Regions from separate parts of the Oryctolagus cuniculus genome. Here region 1 is linked to region 2. Evidence: chromatin contacts called from public Micro-C data. All regions are on one chromosome and are shown on one strand. Each heading gives the region's core, a stretch centred on a gene start, on an enhancer-like site or on the middle of the called end of the contact. The rest is flanking DNA. Distances are from core to core; before and after follow the strand shown.

Region 1 (3,211 bases), core at 656-3,155, 67 kb after region 2:
CCTGAACTGGTTTCTAGAAAGTAAACCTAGTCGTTTCTAAATACGTCAGGCTGAAAAGGCCCCGCTACAAGAGTGCATTGCCTGCCCCCTCCCCAACATCCCTGGTTTATTTCAAACTGTGTCTGCTCCACTGCAGAGCGGCAGTGCATCAAGTCGTAGCCACCGCAGTGGACACCGCGCGCCCTGCCGCCGCGGCGGGCCCCAGACACGGTGACAGGGCAGGGCAGGAGGCTGGACCTCCAGTCCAGCGTGATTTGTTTCCAATGACGGTTAAGCGCCGAGGAGCTGAGAGAGGTCTCAGGGGGTGGCGACGGGCTGGGCAGGATCTCCACAGATCCAAGAGGCGAATGAGCGCACAGGGCTGGCCCGATGGGCGTCAGCCCCCCGTTTCATCCTCGACGCCGGCACAAAGCCACCCCCACGAGGTCTGAACCCAACTGGTGGCACCCCGCAAGGCGAGAGGCGCACGCAGCCCAATCCTCCACGGCGCTACCCGCTCCGGCACCTGCCTGGGGGGCGGACGGCGACAGTCCCCCGCTGGACTTAGCAGGGCACCCCCGGACGCCGAGCCAAAGCCGCCGACGGCCGGCCAACGGCGCGCCCTCAGCCCGCTCCCCGCCGGCGGGTCCCGTCACGCCTTCGCACCGCACCCGGCGCGGGCGGGCGGCGGCAAGGCCACACCGCGACCGCGACCTCGGCCTCCGGCCGGCCCAGCGACACGGCGCTGACCCGCACGGACCCACAGGGGCCATCCCCGCACCCCCGCACGGGCGGGGCCTCCCGACCCCGGCGGCGCCACCTTGTAAATAAAGGCCGGGGGACCAGCAGTCTACGGCAGGTGGGAGGCGCCGCCTCGCCAAACAAAGCTGGGCGCCCCGTCGGCGAGAGCGCGGCCGCAGGCGGTCTTGGGCGCCCGCGCGCGGCCTGCGGCTCCGAGGCACCATGGCCGCGCCGCCACCCACCGCGCCGGCCCTCACAGCCCGGCCCGGCCAGCAAAGCGCCCGCCCAACCGCCGCCGCCGCCGGAGCGCGAGGCCGCCCAACCGCCGTCCCGGCCCAACCAACGCGGGCAGGGGAGGAGAGGTGCGCGCGGCCGGCGGAGCGTGCGAGCCGCTCGGGGGTCGCGGGGGAGGCCGCGCGCGGCGGAGACAGGGGCGAGGAGGCGCCGAGGCCATCGCTGAACGCGGCGCTAGGAGGGCCTCCAGGAGGGGGTTTTGCCCTTTTCCCCTTGGAAGGTGCCGATGGTTTGACCCCCCACCCCGAGTGAGGTGCCGTGTCCCAGCCCCGGCTGGACTGTACCATCGGGCGGTGCCGCCGGGATTTCTCCCCCCCACCACCACCACCATCAATCCCCCCCCACCCGGGTCCGCGGTCGGTTGGCCCCGGCCGGGCTCTGAGACGCGGAAAGAGCTGGGCGCCATTTTGGGTGGGACTAAGCAAAGACGAAACACCCTCCCAGGCGATGGGGTACTGCGGACCCTGGTTTATCCGTTTCCCTTAATCCTTTAGGTACTTACACGACGTTGGGAGAGGGGAGGTGGAAGATCAGCGGGTCCCCGATCCTCTCTCCCTAGGGGTGATGGAAATCAAACCCCCCCCGCCACCTCCAGGTGGTTCTTCCCGCCGCAGAGTGGGAGCAGCATAAAAGGCGGGGCCTCATTAGCATAATCTGCCTGGCAACCTGACCTCGAGGTGATATGATTGGCCAAATTCTGTAAACTCCATGCCGTGCCTAGCGACGAGAAACGCTGGGGCAAACTGACAGGCCCAGATTTAAGAGTCATGACGAAGATCCTGAGACGTTAATTCTGTCGGCAGAGGAGCCAAAAGGAGATTCACACAATGGCCCAATGACTGACGGCCTCTTTATTTCGTGCTCTGCTGTTCCTATGCAATCCAATCGGAGCGAGGTTCTCAGGCGGCGCACGCGTGTGTTTGTACTCTAAGCCAATCAGAAAGCCCGACGCTTCGCATTCGGGGTCAAGACCCCTGGTCGGGCCCGGGCGCGGTGAGGCCGGGGAGGCGTCTGCCTTTTCCTCAGCGTACGCCGGCCAGGGAATCGTCTATGCGCCGGGCGCCGAGGGGCTCTGTGGAACGAGCGGGAGGCGCCCGCGCAGGGCCGCGCGAGGCGGCGTGCCCGGGACGCGCCTTCCTGCAGCCTGCGACACCGGTGGGCCAGCGCGCGCCCCGCGGGCTTCGGCTGCCGAGAGCCTGTGGGTGCCCAGGCCCTGCCACCCCGTAGAGCACCCTCACTGTGTGTCTAGTTCCCGCCTCACCGTTCTGGAAGGGGAAAGTTGGCAGAAGCGCCAAGAAGTGCAGGGTTCTTGAACACCGGTTAGCCCGTGACTTTGACCTCAGGCTGTGTCCCTTGAAATTGCCTTTTCAAAGGGCAACCATGTGCACAGGAATGAACTCCGGCTTTGCAGGCAGCGCCCTCTCCCCCACTGGCAACGCCGGTTGGCAGCTCCAAGGTGAAAAACACCTTGGACTCCGGGACTGTCAGTACCTAAGCTGGAACTTCAAGGAGGGATAGCATTAAGGATGCTACTAAAACCCATGAAATCTTGCACTGTTGGCCAACAAGGAAAAAAAAAGGGAGAAGTTACAACCAGGGAAAAGACTTGAGGCTGGAATTTCAGCCGTGTTGTTTTTGCTGTTTTATTTAACTGAAAGCAAAGTGGGAAGAATGGGAGAGCGTTATGTTTTTCAAAATCCACAGTTGATTACCCTGTAGGCAACTTGATGACCTGGCTGCAGCCCCCATTGCTGGCCGGACTGGGTGAGAAGCAACCTTGTTGAAGTGAACGGAAATGGTAAAGGGGGCTTGATGGGGCAGACCCCAGCACTTGCGGGCTAGAGCTGCTATTAGCTCTTACTCCGGGTATATAGAAGAGGAAGTTTGTTGACTGGGGGATGATTCCTTAGGTTAAGAAAGCCATTTGAAAAAAAAATTTTTTTTGGTTGTGAAAAGTTGGACAGGTCTTCCCATGGCCAAGAAAGCCTGCCACTCCCTGAATCATTTGGTTTTTGGAGATAGAACTTTATTAAAATGTCCTGTTAGGGTGGTCCCAACTGGCATCTAATGACCGGAAATGACACCGAGAAACCCCGAAAACAGTTACCCATGAGAGGTGGAGCTACCGTCCGGAGAGCCACCCCCCCCACACCTTACCTTCATGGAGTTAGAGAAATGCTGCCGAAATTCAGAATGC
Region 2 (3,063 bases), core at 312-2,811:
CATTAGTTACCTTTAGGTGAATGTAACAGTCTTTCAGCTCGGAGCCCCTGACGAGGGGCCCCTCCACGGGGCCAAACTGGGTGCGCTTGGGGATGCGCCTCTTGGAGAACACCCCACCAAGGAACCTGTCTATGTAGAGGACCAGGGGCAGGCTGGCTCTGGCGCGGGTGAGCACGGGCCGATTGGGGATCGGGTGCAGCGGGCCGTGCTTCGGGCACACTGAAGAATGGGCGTTGTTACACTCCTCACACCCTACAAAAGAGAAGAACAGTCCAATTCCTCAGCAAGACTTGACCCCAAGCAAAAAGTTCTGACCTGAAAAATCCCCAAATCTAAGTTTTCAAGCCAAATTCAATTAACTCCTGCAGTGGCACCATCTAGCCAATTTTAATCCATTAGCTTTCACAGACCAATAAAAAAAAAATCCTGTAATTTTCCTCTTAACATCAGGCAGAATTTGCCTACGCCTGCCAAAAATAATATGCAGGCTGTGACTTTTTGCTCTGCGGTTTGGTGAGTCAAACAGTGGCCAGTAAATCCACAAACCAACTACAACGTGCCTGAAAAAGACAAAAAAGAAGCCCTTATCAGGCTAAACGTTGCAGAAATCTGATGAGACAAAAGTAGGTGAATTCTGTAGTAGGTAAATTCTACCTCAATAGAGCTGTTAGGAAAAAGAAAACCCCCCGAGAGTGCTGCTGAACCAGTGTCCTCCAAGGGAGTCAGAGGAGCCGCACCACCCAGGCAGGACTAAGAGGGAAGGTGCTGCTGAGCAGCCCGGGGCCCAGCGCACAACCAGCGCACTGCATGATGACAGCGCTAGAATGAATGAACGCAGCACCCCACCCTTCGCTTGGACATTCTAGTGCATTCTAGGGGTGTTCAGCTTGCACTGGTCCAGCCCTCCCCCCTCACTGCTCTCCCCACTTCTTGGCCAATAGCATTCATCTCTGAGTCAACTGTCAGCCACAAACAACACAAACAAATCCACTCTGACTCTACTCAGGCCAGGTGGTGGGCTGGGTTAGGTATTTTCAACTTCTGTAAGTTCTCAAATAATGGAGAGCTACTCTGTACGAATAGTGAGAGGACAAAGCCACTTTCTGTACTTCTGACTTCGGAGTTGCCTTGAGAAATTGAAAGAAATTCAAGGAGAAACAACAGGAAGGAGTTCTCCGGGCCTGGATGTGGAGCTTAGACAGTGGCCCCACGCAGACAGATTCTGTCACTGCCACCCAGGGGGTGTGACAGAAGCTGCGTGAGGTCCCAGAGTTCAGAAAGCCCTGGTAACCCCCATCAGTGAGGCCAGAAGTCGGCCAACAAGCAGGAAAACTGACAGAAAGGAGCAATGATTTGGTAAGAGGGGAGCAGAGGCCTCGCAGGCAGGCCAGAAAGAGAGGCAGGAAGGTAGGTGTTGGGCCTAACACAGGCCGCCTGGTTTGGAATCCTGACTCACAGCTCACTAGCGCGACCTTGGAAAACCCCACCCCTAGGACTGCGCAAAGCTAGAAGTGCATTAGTGAGTGGGGAGGGCCAGTGCCTGGGGCATGAGGTGCGCTTTTAAGAGCTGCTTAGGAAACAAGTAAAGCAGCAAAGCAAACATGGGAGCTGAAATGGCTGAACAGTCCAGGACCGCACAATCTTATCATGCATCCAGGAGCTGAAGTGCTGGTACCGAGAAACCCTAAGCTGGGGTTCCCCCACCCCTGCCCCCCAACGCAGCCCTGAGATACAGAGCAGGTTGCATAACTTCCTCTGAGCTGCAGCTTCCTCGTGGGGAAAACTAGAGAGCAGGCAAGCAAGTCTGGGGAGATGATGCGTGCAGAGCGTGGGCCAGAGGGAGGACTCAGTGCATGTGTGTGGACCGTGTTCACACTCACACTCCTGCACACACACACACACACGCATATGCACATGCACACATCACATAAAGGAACCCACAGCTCAGCTCAGCCCCCACACTTACACAGGTCATGGGGGTCAAAGGGCCGGGGCGGGTCCGGCTCCCAGTCATCCAGATCTGTGTCTTCACCATCTTCTTCCTCATCTTCCTCTGTGTCCTCGTCCTCGTCCTCATCCTCTTCCTCTTTTGCCTCCAGTCTCCCTATAGGGTTCTGCAGAGCTGCCAAAGGGTCGGAACCGTCCACGCTCTCAATGGAGGGCAGCACCTGGTTATGCACTGGCAACGTGGCCTGTACGACAGTGCAAAGCACAAAGTGAGCAGACACCTGCATTTTGTCGGCTGGTGCACACACACACACACACACGCACATGTTAAGTGCCAGGTTGTGGTGGACTGAATCCTTCACGCTGGCTCCCTTCAAGGCCCTGGAAAAATGACTTCCACCTGTAGCAGTGAGGAGGAATCTGGTTTCATTTTGGATGTCACAACCTTCCCTTACCCCCTGCCCCACATCTGGGCAGCCTGAGAAGCCAGCCTGGGTGCTTCCTCCTCCGGCACCAGTGGAAGACTCACACCCGGCAAGATCCTGACCACGTGCCTCTGACCCACCTGAACCTCAGTGAAACCCACGGTCCTCTCCTCACTCTCAAGGCACACCACACCTGCCTGCCCAGGGACTTCAAACATGGAGGCAGTAGGCCTTGTCATAAGCCACCTATGTATGGGACCATCAGTCTTCATATCAGAGCCAAGTTGCGGGTCCCTCCCTTACTGGCGGCCATCAGCTAGGAGAGGGAATGATCTGACCTGCCTTCAGCCACCTCACTTGTGAAACTGTGCATCTGTGAAACTCAACAGTACAACACGTGGCTGGTCCCATGCCACGGTACCAGCCAACAGCTCTCCCTTTAAACATGGAAGAGAGGTTGAGCTTTTAAAGAATGAGGAGTAGACATTTGATGCATCAGTTAAGACGTCAGTTGGGACATGCACACATCGTATATTCATGGGCCTGGGTTCAAGTCCCCGGATCTGCTTCCAATTCTAGCTTCCTGCTAATGCACACCTGCATGGCAGCAGATGGTGACTAAAGTACTTGACACCTATGTGGGAGACCCAGATCAAGTTCTGGGCTCCTGGCTTCAGTCTGGCCCTGCCCC

Evidence for each region. Hi-C and Micro-C count contacts between places; a contact is called where the count stands out from the background.
Region 1: a contact with region 2 is called in a Micro-C map of ear pinna, with 2.8 times the contacts expected there. The contact joins the promoter of PRDM10 here to the enhancer-like site in region 2. A contact is called at or near these places in 2 of 6 Hi-C or Micro-C datasets (ear pinna and liver).

Annotation. Positions count from the first base shown.
Region 1 is chr1:123,882,194-123,885,404 of mOryCun1.1, forward strand. PRDM10 (PR/SET domain 10) reads right to left here and starts at 1,906. Exons shown (of 21, transcript XM_070065558.1): 1 at 1,517-1,906.
Region 2 is chr1:123,815,355-123,818,417 of mOryCun1.1, forward strand. It overlaps PRDM10 (PR/SET domain 10), which reads right to left. Exons shown (of 21, transcript XM_070065558.1): 5 at 1,967-2,192; 6 at 11-252. Among named protein-coding and RNA genes, the nearest start is that of NFRKB, 56 kb to the left of the region's middle. Within about 2 kb of position 1,562, at least 2 of the 8 cell types and tissues checked have an H3K27ac peak or open chromatin away from gene starts, as enhancers often do. A contact at or near this core is called in ear pinna, where this site is marked.